2 separate regions of the Mus musculus genome follow, and region 2 is linked to region 1. The links are chromatin contacts, called in public HiChIP or PLAC-seq maps. All regions are on one chromosome and are shown on one strand. The core of a region is the stretch at or near the end of the contact, and the rest is flanking DNA. Distances in the headings are between cores, read along the strand shown.

The links. HiChIP or PLAC-seq counts read pairs in DNA pulled down with a chosen protein or histone mark.
Region 2: an HNF4G HiChIP or PLAC-seq map of pancreatic cancer cells shows a contact between it and region 1. The contact joins the promoter of Nckap1 here to the enhancer-like site in region 1. A contact is called at or near these places in 6 of 39 promoter capture datasets (the 3T3-L1 cell line, cranial neural crest, embryonic stem cells and 3 more), 8 of 115 datasets of contacts at active chromatin or transcription factors (CD8 T cells, bone marrow-derived dendritic cells, embryonic fibroblasts and 5 more) and 3 of 9 other capture datasets (adipose tissue, liver and pancreatic islet).

Annotation. Positions count from the first base shown.
Region 1 is chr2:80,337,305-80,344,190 of GRCm38.p6, forward strand. It overlaps Dnajc10 (DnaJ heat shock protein family (Hsp40) member C10), which reads left to right. Exons shown (of 23, transcript NM_024181.2): 14 at 3,169-3,296; 15 at 3,508-3,624; 16 at 6,613-6,714. Among named protein-coding and RNA genes, the nearest start is that of Dnajc10, 25 kb to the left of the region's middle. Within about 2 kb of position 2,392, at least 12 of the 459 cell types and tissues checked have an H3K27ac peak or open chromatin away from gene starts, as enhancers often do. A contact at or near this core is called in extraembryonic endoderm stem cells and pancreatic cancer cells, where this site is marked.
Region 2 is chr2:80,577,113-80,583,998 of GRCm38.p6, forward strand. Nckap1 (NCK-associated protein 1) reads right to left here and starts at 4,070. Exons shown (of 31, transcript NM_016965.3): 1 at 3,746-4,070. The coding sequence starts at 3,853. It also overlaps the pseudogene Gm13688.

The DNA.
Region 1 (6,886 bases), core at 1,142-3,641:
AAGATAGGTTTTACTGTGAGCCATGCTAGCCTGAAACTCGAAGTATCCCAAGCTGAAACTTCCCTTGAACCTCCTCTTCCTCTGCCCTCTTCCTGCCTTGCCCTCTGTATAGGTTTGGAGCAGTGTGCCCAGGTTGGAGTTACATGTGTTATGTGTTACCTGTGAAGTGTTCCTCGTAGCTTCTCTGCTGACTCCTTGTTTCCGGTCCATCCTCACTATGTGTACAGCTGCTTCCTGCTGTTTGCACTTAGGACCTAGCACAGCCTTTTCATGCCACTGCTCTGCCTTTTGAGTCTTCTGAAGACTCAACTTCACACTCCTTAGTATGGCAACAATGGCATTCTCTGTTTTGCTCACTGTTCTGTCTCCAGCACTTAGAATAATGCCAGATATACATAGTAGGAACTGTGTAGAGTTGTTAAATGAGCGGGGTGCTTTCATTCCTGTTTCGCCTGTGTTCTTAGCCTCATCCCCAACCTCCGTTCCATCAAATATTCTTAGTTTCAACTCCTTTTGAATCCTTGGACATGTCACGTTCTTCCAGTCCTTTATGCCCTCACACATGACCCTACCTTGTGAATTTTAAGTATTCCTTCCTATTCCTCCAGAGAGTCAGCAAACTCCAAATTACACCTTCACAACTTACCCTTCTTCCCTAGGAAGCACACAGAATGTATAAGCACTTCTCTTTGTGTTAATAAAAACTATAATACACTTTGCACTCAGCACCTTTGTGTCGGTATATAATACACAAAATGGGGAGAGGGGCAAGTGAGCTCTTTTTAACCTGTGCCCTAAAGATTTTATAGACTTGGAAAGAAAGCAGACAGGTAAATGGACAGTTTTTAAATGTTTGGGTGTGATGAAGTATCCATTACCCAAACAACTGTTTCTTGGTTAGGAGTCTGGGAACAGGTTATCTTAGTTTCTCTGTGATCCTGCAGTCAAGGTAGATGAAGGCCATCTGAAGGTTGGCTGTAGCCACCACATGAGGATTCAGCATGGCGTGTGGGATCATTGAAAAGCTTCATGTGGCAGGCGGCCGTGGTTCTTCTTGTGGCTCTGTGGGGTACTTACAGTGTGGGAGCTAACTAACCCAAGAGGAAGTAACCTGAAAATGAGAAAGCCAGCCAGAAGGAGCAGTGACTCTTATAACCTGGGAGCGCGTAAGATCACGGTCACATTCCACTGGTCACATATGCCAGCACTTGTACATGAAGTAAATGTCACTGGAGCTGCCTTGGAAAGAAACTGGCTATCAGAAAATAAGTGTACTTATGAAAAAAAACTGAGGTAGAACAATCTTGGGAGATCAGAGGAAGGTCTAAAAGTAATCTCCATGTAAGATGTAAACAATGGTTACCCAGAGAAGAGGTGAAACACATTCCAAATACTGAGTCGATTTATTCACAGGCCTGAGATAATAGAGCCCTGTTGGCCTTAAACCAGCAGGAGTTTAAAGATGAGAAAGTTCATTCTTGAAGAAAACAAAGATGCAGATTATCTCTGATCTTCTGGAGAAAGGAATTGGAATTTTATCGTGAAAGACAACAGAATGATACTTGATTTTACTTGATTTTAGATAAGTTACAGGCTGCTCAGAGTGGGTAGGAAGCAAAATTGGAAAGAAAAGTCAGGCAGCTGCTGGTTAGTCATTTAGGTTGACTATAGAAAATGCCATAGATAAGTGATCGTAGCCAAGAAAAATAATGAAGGTCAGTAGGCCAGTTTCAACCGTTTGGAAGCTCAATGTAATTTGGTTATTGTTAGGAAATAGGAAATTAAGAGGGAAGAGTCAGGGGCTGGAGAGATGGCTCAGCAGTTAAGAGCACTGACTATTCTCCCAGAGGTCCTGTGTTCAACTCCCAGTAACCACATGGTAGCTCACAACCATCTGTAATGAGACCTGATGCCCTCTTCTGGTGTGTCTGAAGACAGCGTCAGTGTGCTTACATATACATATACATATAATAAATAAATAAATAAATAAATAAATAAATAAATAAATAAATAAGAGAGAGCGAGAAGAGTCAGGCACTTCTCATCATTGTATTTAGTGACACGTACTTTGAGTCATTGGATCTTTCCATGTGGAAGAGGATACTGAATTAAGAGTTGACCAGAAGTAGAATGTGCAGGTCACAGTTGAATGTACACGTTGGCTGCAAGAAATTTAAGCCAAATATGAAGACATTAAGTTGTATATTAATGGCTAGGGCCTGAGTGAGTTTGAGTTAGTGTGAGTAAAGAAAGAGAATCCGTGGTCAGAAAGAAAAGTGTGAAACAGTTCAAGCACCAGCACTCAAGAAAATGGGCAGGAGAGTATACTGTCACGTGGCACTCGCAATGTAAACAGTGGTCAACTAACTTCTGTTGCCCATGACCTTAAAAGGAGGCGTTTTCTCTTTTTCTGTTTGCCATGACAATATAAATGTCTGACTCACAGGGCTCAACTTACTTTTGACTGTTCAATCAATAAGTCACAAGACACTTGGAAAAATAGAGCCTCTTGTAGACAAGAAAGGTCTGCCAGCCCAAGGACTGTAGCAAATCATTAAAAGCATTTAAGTTTCTTTTTCTCTTCTTTTTTCTTTTTTTTTTTTTTAAGGGCAACTCTGGTAGCAATAGGAAACCGGGTTCATTCAGGAATGCTGAGGCCAAAAATACTAGTGTGACTACAGCAGTAGCTGTAGGCATGGTGCTAGGGCAGGAAATGGAATTGACACGATCATTCAAGAATCATACACAAGAATCCCTCTGGAAAGTCCCATTTAGGCACCTGGGTAATGATCATAGCAAGTCAGTGTGAGAAAAGAATACATGTAACCCATTACAATTGAGATACTATGTTTCCAACATCAAGTACATGGTCCCACTGGACATTTTGTAACAGTTTGGATTCAAGAGAATTCTAAAGTGATAGTTGTACTTCTGATGGTGAGAAAGCATACCATAGAGGTCTGGTCATTTAACTAGTCTAAGAAACAAAAGAACATAGAGTAGACGGGGATTCCCGGCAGGCCAAGGTGAAGGTAGAGAACACAGAAACCTCACCAAAACCGGTACACCCATAGGCCCGTCTTTCTTTCTTAAATATTTTAAATATAAAAATTGGGATGTTTCTTTAGATACAAGACAGCACGTATTTTAATTTTTCTCAAATTTTAGGAAAGAAGATTCTATACGATATACTTGCTTTTGCCAAAGAAAGTGTTAATTCTCATGTTACCACACTTGGACCTCAGAACTTCCCTGCAAGTGACAAGGAACCATGGCTTGTTGACTTCTTTGCCCCTGTGAGTTCTTTTTATCTGTCAAGTTTCAAAAAGCCTTTTTCTTGACAACATGAAGGCTAGTACTAGAGTTGTCCCGGCCTTGCCACTCCTTCTGGGCTCTCCCAGGACAGTGACAGGCAGAACGCGCCACTGGACTGTGTGTCAGTAGCAGGGGCCGTGCAGCTCCTCCCTTCCTGAGTCTGGCTGCTCATCCTTACCCCTCTCTTCCCAGTGGTGTCCGCCATGTCGTGCGCTTTTGCCAGAGTTACGGAAAGCATCAACACTGCTCTACGGTCAACTCAAAGTTGGTACCTTAGACTGTACAATTCATGAAGGACTCTGCAACATGGTAAATATTAAAACGACTTCTCAGATGCATACCCATTTATAGCAGTAATGTTGAAACAGTTTCAACAAGCTACTAAATTGTACTTGAATTATAAATAGATACGTAGAAGGTTTATGATATGCAAGATTTTGTTTACCAGACTCCAGTATGTATTTATTCTGGCATGTAATTGACTTCATAAAATACTTACATAAGTTTCTATTTTATCTAAGTCTTTATACTTTTGTAACATACTTTTAAGTTTCTACAGTCTTTATTATTATTTAGATTTCCTTATATTTGTCAGCTTAGAGTAGATGATTTGTCCAGATAGGATATCCAATTTAAAGGAGCTGCTCATTTTTAATATGTGAAAGTGACAGAGTGCTTATGTGGGTGACGACATGTTATATTTAAAATATATTCTGATACTTCTGAATGGAATGTGAAACTTTATAATGTTGGAATAAAAATAGAAATTGAAGAGGTATAGATGATGTAAGCATAGCAATCTTAGTTGGGGTTTCCATTGTTGAGAAGAGACACCATGACCAAGGCAACTCTTATAAGGGACAACATTTAATTGGGGCTGGCTTACAGGTTCAGAGGTTCAGCCCATTATCATCACGATAGGAAGCATGGCAGTGTCCAGGCAAACAGTGCTAAAGGAGGAGCCAAGAGTTCTATATCTAGATCTGAAGGTAGCCAGGAATAAGACTGTCTTCCAGGCAGCTAGGAGGAGGGTCTCATTGCCCATCCCCATAGTGACACACTTCCTCCACAAGGCCACCCCTACTCCAACAAGTCCACACCTCCTAATTAGTGCCACTCCCTGGGCTAAGCATATTCAAACATATAAGTCTATGGAGGCCAAACCTATTCAGACCACTACAGTAGTCATGACTGGATGATGATTATAGCTATTTAAATACATAAAAGTTTATATCCTTTCTGTAATGTGAATGTTTTAACTCAAAAACTAAAGTGTTAAAGAAAAAGGTGGCAAGGAAAAGAAAGCCTGGTTTTTGATGCATAAGACTGGAAATGTTTGGCTTCACTAGTCAAGAAAATACAAGCTCAATCAAAATTTTGATATCTTTCCTACCAAAATTTATCAGATTGACAAAAAAAAAGCAATGTAACAATATTTAGAAATGGAATAGTGAAATGCCAGAGCACTACAAATAAGCCAAGCCAAGTGAGCACTTCCCTCCCATGTTTAATTCCTGGGTTCAAAACTGCACTGAAAAATCTTTACCAGCTTAAATAAATCCTAAAGAACTCAATGGAAAAGGCAGGTTACATGTCAGCAGTTAAGTATTCTCAGAATCAGAGAAAAGTCTTTAAGACAAATGAACATGTGGGAAAGGTTAAAGCGAAGTGGATTGGACACCTGCCAGTGCAGCAGGTTAGGAAGGATTCAGAGCAAGGGACACAGTGTCAGCTACCAACTGGCATGGCCATACCTATTAGCTGTTAAATATAAGGAGCAGATATGTAGGTAGTTATGGGATTACTCTCGGTTTCCGTGTGTTTGAAATTAAAAGTTAGTGGGGGCGGGGGGCAGGGTGTTTTAAGGAAGTAAATAAAAAGAGTCATTGGTGTCTAATGTCCTTTGTGTGACTTGGAAAGGAGAATGCCAACCAAAGATGCAAGCATCATGAGTAACAGTAGTTAATGTTAATGCCTTTAGTCTCCTACATTTTCTCTCAAGTGAGCCCATTATCAACAACTAAAGCACCAGGCAGGGGAGAAAGGAAGCATCACAGAATCCCCAGGCTGCTCCCACAGCTGCTTCCCCATCACCGGCACTCGCTCGCTCGCTCAGCAGCTCAGCTCAGCGCTCAGCTCAGCGGCCCGTCTGTAAAGTAGGCTTAGGCTTTTTTTTTCTTATTTCTTTTTTCAAGACAGGGTTTCTCTGTGTAGCCCTGGCTATGCTGGAACTCACTCTGTAGACCAGGCTGGCCTCAAACTCAGAAATCCGCCTGCTTCTACCTCATAAGTACTGGGATTAAATTTTGCACCACCACCACCAGGCTAGGTTATGTCATTTTAACTACTGAGTAAAATTGCTCTGAGGTATGAAGGAGTTTTTGTGTGGCTAGACTAACTCAAAAGATGATGGAAACTTGTAAACTTTGAACTAGTCTGTTAACCTGAAAATTCTTTGAATTCACACATCTTTAAAACTTCAAAATATGTTAATTTTTCTAGAATTATAAATCTTGAAATTTTCCATTTACTAATGAGTTAGACAAGGAAATCACTTCATCACTTTAAACATTACAAAATCCTTTCAGGGCTGATGCCCATGTTAACTGTGAGGAGGGAATTAATATACTATAAGAATTGTCTCAAGTAAAGAATAAAAAGTGACCATTTTCTTACAGCATGACTCAATTCTTTAATATAGAATATATTTGCTCTTGGTCATTTGTCCTTGTATATGGTGTGGCTAATCACTGCCCTCCCGGATGACTAATTACTGTCACTAGAAGAGCTGACTGCTGTGTCTTTTCTCTCCTCTTCCCTCCTAGTTTGAAGAGAGCAAAAAGATGAATTGAAGTACATACTATGCAATTACTCTGCCTCACTTCCCACATTTTAGTGCCATTGGGTTAACAATTAACTAATTATCAGTACAAGCTTTAATGCATTGTCTTTGCTAAATTTGTCTAACCCACCAGGAAGATAGTAGTGGGTTTCTATCTACAGTCTTGTAAGAGGGTGATAGAGACATGACTCATCAGTTAAGAAAGAGCATTTGTTGCTTTTACTGCGGACCCAGGTTCTGTCTCTGCACCCACATGGTGAGAACAGCTGTCCATTAGTCCAGTTCTAAGGGATCAGACATCGTCTTCTGACCTCCAGCACCAAGAAGCGCATGATATATATATATACATACATTCAGGCAAAACACCCATACATAAAAAATAAGTATGTCTATAAAAAGCAAGCTGTTACAAAATTGAAACTAATAGGTAAATTATGTGAATTTCTTCTTCACAGTATAACATCCAAGCTTATCCAACGACAGTGGTATTCAATCAGTCCAGTATTCATGAGTATGAAGGACATCACTCTGCGGAACAGATCTTGGAGTTCATAGAGGTATTTAAATCCTAGGCTATGGCTAGAAATCTTCATTTATATGTGTATTTTGGACGACTGTTTGTATTAGGACTTATTCTTTTTTGTGCCACGAGATTCTTTTCTGAAAACCTTTCTTTTAATGTAAGCCTTTGTTTTATTACTTACTTTGGTGTTTTGTACATGGGAGGTA
Region 2 (6,886 bases), core at 2,820-5,319, 240 kb after region 1:
GTCTCTCTCTCCCTGGGGCTGGGATCAAAACCCTGGCATCTTAGGTCAGCACTGGGTATAAACTCAGTTCTCAGGCCCGTGTAGCCAGCCCCGCCGTGGTCTCCTCAGCTCCCTCTATGGTTAAGGTTAAGGTTTAGTCCCTGGTGCATTTTAACGTGTACAAGATAAAAGAGCATAAGTAAAACTAACCGAAATAAATAGGGCATTTTGCTTAAAATGGGGAGTATACTTAAAACATAAAATTAGAATGAAGAGAACCAATGAGATAAAAATTTTCTTCTGTAATTTTCATTTTGAAGGACAAACAGTGAGGCTGGGAACTTAGCTTGGCAGTAGTCCATTTCTAGCATGCCCAGGCTCTGGGACTTGGTTCCCAGCACTATCTGGGGTATGACATCACAAGATCAAAGATTAACCTGTACAATGAAAGACTATGTAACCTGCAGCACAAGAAATGCAGTCAGGAATCACAACTAACCTAAGTTTGTTTCATTAATAGTAAAGTAATAGTTCAATTAATAGTAACCACACACCTAAAATTTTCACCCACTGTTTTCAATATTGCATTTGTTAGTGAATATAGTAAGCTCTTAAGATTTTAAGAGTTGATACTGGTCCGGCAGTGGTAGCGCACACCTTTGATCCCAGTACTTGGGGGGCAGAGGCAGGCGGATTTCTAAGTTCAAGGCCAGCCTGGTCTACAGAGTGAGTTCTAGGACAGCCAGGGCTACACAGAGAAACCCTGTCTCGAAAAACCAAAAAAAAAAAAAAAAAAAAAAAAAAAAGAGTTGATTCTAAGAATTTAACAATATTGTAGGTTTTGGTATACTTGTATATTTTTTAGTATACTTAATTAGACTTAATTTGTCAAATAATTAGACAATGATGAACTATTCTTTGTTAAAGTACAATACTGTAATATTTTAATATTTAAATTGTTAATGTGTAAATAGATCTGTACATATGATTACATGTATATATTACTTACATAGTTAAAGTATAAAACTGTAGTATTTTAATAATATCAAACTTCATAAATCTTAAATTGTTAATGTGTAAATATATCTGTATATATGATAATTTCAAATAACTCTTAAAAGAATGGCCTTATAAGCTAATCTTTTAGGTAATGTCAATGTTGAGACAGCTTCCTCCCTATTAATCCATCTACTGAATGTTTTCGCTAGCATTGGAGTACCAGGTGTATTATTCCAGTGTTGAGACATTCTCATCTCAATGGGAGAGATGTGAAGCTAGCTAACAAAATGCAGTGTTTAAGTAGGATTGTGAAAGACTTGAGACAGTGGGAGATGTTAGACTAGGAAAGATGGGACTATGTGTAAGATCATTTATTCCAGCTTTAGAAGCTCACCACCATTTGAATTCCATTCTAGGGGATCTAATACCTTCTCCTAGCCTTGGTGCACATCAGGCACACACACATGCTGCAGAGATACATGCATTCCAAACACTCATGCTTATAAAGCTTTAAAATCTAAAAGAAAAAATAAAAGTAAATGAAAGATTATGTGATTTATACTGTCATAATAACGTAGATAACATGAACCTTATACGCACATGGGGAACAGATCTTGCTTCTTTGGCAAGATATCTGAACAAATGCTTCACTCTGTAGCCAGCTGGGAAGAGGTAGGCTGGCAATTCCACAGGCTAAAGGATTCAAAGTCAACCTAAAAGGCCAGCAAAATGGCTCAGAGCAGAAAGGCACTTGCAGCTAAGCCTGATGGTCCCAGGAACCCTCTGAGGTGGAATAAGAATGTTCTCACAAGCTCTCCTCTAACCTCCACACACATCTGCTCTCTCTTCCTCTCACAAAATAAACATCAGATGCATTTAACATGAACACTGTCAATTTCAGCCAGCTCTGATCAAAGCCTTGTGAGCTAGATAATGCCCTCAATATTACTCTTCCCATAAGGAACCCAGAAGCCAAGGAGGCAAAAAATATTTCAAAAAGCTATAAAAAATATGTACGTGCTGAAATATACAGCATTTCTGTAACTCAAATGCTTGGCAATTAGGTCAATCACATTCACGCATTTTCCATTCTAGTCAACACAAGAGCCTGAATGAAGTTTCTCAAAACAGGAAGTGAGAAACACTGAGAAAAGGCAGCGATCTGGAATCCGAAGTTTAAATGCTTAGAATTCCACTTACTATTACCCATGGAATTAAAGTATCAAAGTTTGTTTATACTTATACTATAAAAATGTTTAGTGACTTGGCCAAATTAAAGACAGTATTTTACTCAAATACTCAAATCACTTTTAAGGTTACTCTCACTTCCTCTTCTAGAAACCATCATAACCATTTCCTCTAACCACAAAACCACAGGTCTGGTAGCTTTTAGGAACATTTGACTTGCTGGGGTTTCGCATATAGAACTTAATTTCCAAATTTCTTAAGCAGTGAAATTCAAAGGCTCTCATCACTGCAACGTATACAAGCTTAATTCTTCCAACCCCCATGAAGTTACGATCAAGGGGTGGATGTCATGGTCATGGCACAAACGCAATGGGTTCTTCCTAGCTCCAAACTGTGCTGGGTGTAGAGACAATCATTAAAGCCAAGTGAGTAACCAGAACAACACAGCTATCCCATTCCCAACGTTTACTATTATTCATTTAGAGAGTGTGCTTCAGAATTGCAGTGTCAAAAGCTAACTGTATAAACTGAATAAAACAAGTTTATACTGGAATGCTTTGATTCTAAATTTTAAAAAGAATCTTCAGGATACTCACAAGCAACCTATATCCTTTTGATATGGTCAAAAGTATATTTCACGATATATAGATAGATAGATAGATACACACACACACACACACACATATATAATTTTATAAACAAGATTATTAAAGAAAAGACACAGATACACAGAACCCCGCAAGGATGGACTGGTATAAAGTGTACCAAAAGGAAACTTTTTCTCTTTACCAAATTCAGTGAGGCTTAAAATAAATGGATTTGAGGTTGTTTCCCTCTAAGGTAAATTAATGGCAATCCTTTTCCACCTTTAGATCTACTTTTCTTCACTTCGATACAGCCTTCCACTCCCTAATCTGAAGACACTCAGATTTTCAATGGGTCCACTGTCTAGTTGCTCAAATCCTCGTACTATGTTGCGAAGGAGATAGCAACGGGAGCACACTCGGTCTTTATTTTATACAGCCATTGTACTTTAAGGAATGGTGCTTTGGTGCTAATCAGATAGGGTTGGGAAAACTAAAATGAGGAGGAGTAGGGAGTAAAGGTGGTTATTCCTGTTCTAGTGACTCACAGCCTACAAGTATTTCAGACGAAAACCGGTTCCACCCTCACTTCCCCCTCCGGTCCATCTTCAAAATGAAATTATCCCAAACGTCAACACGCTGTCGTGGGGGTGAGGGGCTTGATTCAGGGAACGAAAAATCAAGTGGCCAAGTGGGGACCAGAGGGTCGATCGCCGCATTCCCACACTCGCAAGCCAAGAACCCCGGGCCCGTTCGCCGCAGCCCGGGAAGGCCGCGCGCCCTCCTTTCCTCCCCGCAAACCAGAGCGCCGCGGCGGCCATGCGCGGCCCGGCCGGTTCCCGCCGCCGGGAGCCGGGAAATGGCTCCCGCCTGCCCGCCCCGCGGCTCACTCTAGGCCGCGGCGCATCCCGGAGGCCCCGCGCGAGCAGGCCGAGCTGGCGCCCGCGGCCTTTTCCCCCGCCGCACCCCGCCCGGCCTCGCCGGCCCGTGCGCACCTTCTTGATGTTGTAGAGGCGCGTGAGCATGCCGACGCCCCGGTCGTTGAGGATGGTGAGCTTCTCCGCCAGCTTCTGCTGACTGGGCTGCAGCACGGAGCGCGACATGGTGCGGCCGCCGCCGCCGCCACCGCCGCCGGGCGCGCTACTCCCCGGCTCGCCGCCTCCCTCAGGCCCGCCCGCCTGCCCGCCCGCGACCTCCGCCTCAGCGCGGCGCGCCCATGCCGTGCGCCCACCCGCGCCGTGACACAGCAGCCGCGGCGCTCGCTTCCGCCCGCCGCCCTTCCGCCTCCACCCGCGGCGCTCTCCGCCCCAGTACACCCCCCACTCCCGGGCCGCCTTTCCCGGCTCCTCCGCTAGGTGTGGCGGCGGCGGCGGCGGCTGAGAACGAGTCGGCTTCCCGCAGCCGGGACCGGCGCTCGGTCACCTGATCGGCCGCGCCGGCGCCCCCGCGAGGCCGCCGGGAGAACTGCGGCCGGAGCCCGGGGTCCGGAGCGCCCCGCCCCGCCTCCTCCGCTCCGGGGACCCCCAAGCCGCGGTCCTGGACTTCCCCCGAAGTTGTCCCCGCTCCCCACGCCCCAGGGCCCGCACCGCCGTGGGGACGGGGACGGTGTGTTTCGGGAGACTTTGGCCCCGAGAGGAGCCTGGCGGCTCCGAGCTTGTTTTCCTCCCACGCCTTGACAGACGCTCCAGGGAGAACGCGGCAGATGTGTGCTCCGCACGGCGGGCAGCGCCTCGCCACCTCCCGGTGCTCGCTCCCGCCTCCAGCTGGCTTCGGAGGAAGGAGGTCGGAAGTAAGGGCAGCTCGAGTTCCTTAGATTATTATGAAGGGACTTATCATGGACCAGCACCCATCCGGAGGAGACACGAATAGGCTCTGGCATGTGGTAAGCAAAATAAAAAAGCAAAATAAAAAACAAAACAAATTTTGTTCCGAGTAAGAGGGTTCGCTCCCAGCCTCCACCATAAATCCCAATCGTTTCTGGAATTCTACTTTTCCACCCCATCACCAACCAAATATTGTTTGTCATCATCTCACTCCGTGTCCACTCCTCATCACACAGGGTTTCAAACTGGAACAAATTGTGTCTCCATGTGAATGACTACAATGAAAACTTGCACTCCAGGGGACTTGGGATATTTGGGGCTTTACCTAATATAGTCTAATTGTGTATCGTATTCATGAATTTAAATCAATCAACCCACCACCTTCTATAACAAGGCATTCTGAAGTTAGTAAGAAAATGGATTCACAGGCGGACAGTGGTGTTGCACACCTTTAATCCCAGCACTTGGGAGGCAGAGACAGACAGATTTCTGAGTTCGAGGCCAGCCTGGTCTACAGAGTGAGTTCCAGGACAGCCAGGACTATACAGAGAAACCAGTATTGAAAAACCAAAAAAAAAAAAAAAAAAAAAAATGGATTCACCAAAGCAACTTTGTAGTGAAATGTAACAAATTGTTTCTAAGACATTTTAAAAAGCTACTGTAGCGCCTAGTCTTCCAGAACTCTACCAGAGAGTATACAGAATTCCTTAAGGGCTGTTTAATACTCCTGGTGAAGGCTGGGCATGGTGGCACATGCCTTTCTTCTCAGCACTTGGGAGGCAGAGGTAGGCCAGGACTATACAGAGAAACTCTGTCTCTAAAGACTTCTGACACTCAGGGGGCAGAGGTGGGCAGCCAGAGGTACACAGAAAAATCCTGTCTCAAAACAAAAAAAGTTCTAGTCCTGCCAAAAACATCTTAACATTTATCTGTCGGTGTGCAGTCTACATAGAGCTACATACCTTGAATGTATATTCTTTCTCTACCTCCACCCCCCCCTCCGTTCACGTCTCTCTCTTTTCATCTCAAAGACCATCTATTTAGCTCTATTGAGCTCTATTGAGCTATTTGTTCTGTTATTGACTAATTGAGGCATTTAACTTACTTGGTTTCTTGATAAGCTGGTAGTTAGCATTTAAGTTTACCGGAGGCTGGGGGCTGAAGTCTGAGACAATTAAGAGGACACTGAGAAGGAAACGCTGCTGTGAGGGATTGGGGACAGCCAGGTAAGAAAATGTACATGTGCTGGGTGGAACGAGCGGTGTGTGTGTCTTTAGGAAACCGGGATCATTTCTATCAAGACGGCGGACAACAGCATTTTTTAAAGATTTTATTTTATTTTATTTTATGTGTATTTTGACCTCCATGAATAAATGCACTGTGCTCAAGTCTGGTGTACCCAGAGGCCAGAATAGGCTGTCAGATGTAAAACAACTCTTACAGAACTTTTGTTTCTTTGTAGTTTGAGGTAGAAGAGGATGTTGTTTTGTTTTGTTGTCTTTTATAATGCCATCTCACTCTATAACTCAGGCTGGCCTTGAAGGCTTAGTTGTTGTTTTAGCTACTTTAATAGTGTGATTAAAATACTATAACCAAGGCAACATATGAAATAACTTATTTAATTGAGAACTCATATTCAGAGCATTAGAGTCCATGACCATTGTGAGGGATGTGGTGGCAGCAGGTAGGCAGGCCTGGTGCTGGAGCAATAACTGAGAGCTTACAACTTGATCTCCAAGTATGAAGCAGAAACCTAACTAGGCATGCCATGTGCTTTTGAAACCTCAAAGCCCATCCATACTTCTTCCAACAAGGCCACAGTTCCTAATCCTTCCCAAACAGTTCTACCAGCTGGGAATCAAGTGTTCGAACCTGAGCCTATGGGGATCTTTTGCATTCAAACCACCACAGTTCTCCTCTCCTGCTGAGATTATAGGCATGTAGAGCATGCCTGGCTTCCATATGAACTTGAATAGTTGCAACTGTTTATACCTTAGAGTAGCCAAGAGAAGAAATCTGTAGATAATGTGTTTGTTGGGGTTATTGTCATAGTCACTGTCCTATTACTGTGAAGACATGTGTCTACCATGACTAAAGCAGCTCATAAAAAAGAAAGCATTTAATTGGGGGCTCGCTGACAGTTTCAGAGGCTTAATCTGTTATCACCATGGAAGAAAGCATGACAGCAGGAAGCCTGGCATGTTGGTGCTAAAGACTACATCCTGATTCAAAGGCAAAGAGAGATTCTAGGCTTGGTATGGGCTTTTAAAACCTCAAAAGCCCACCCACAGTGACACAGTTCTTCCAAGAAGG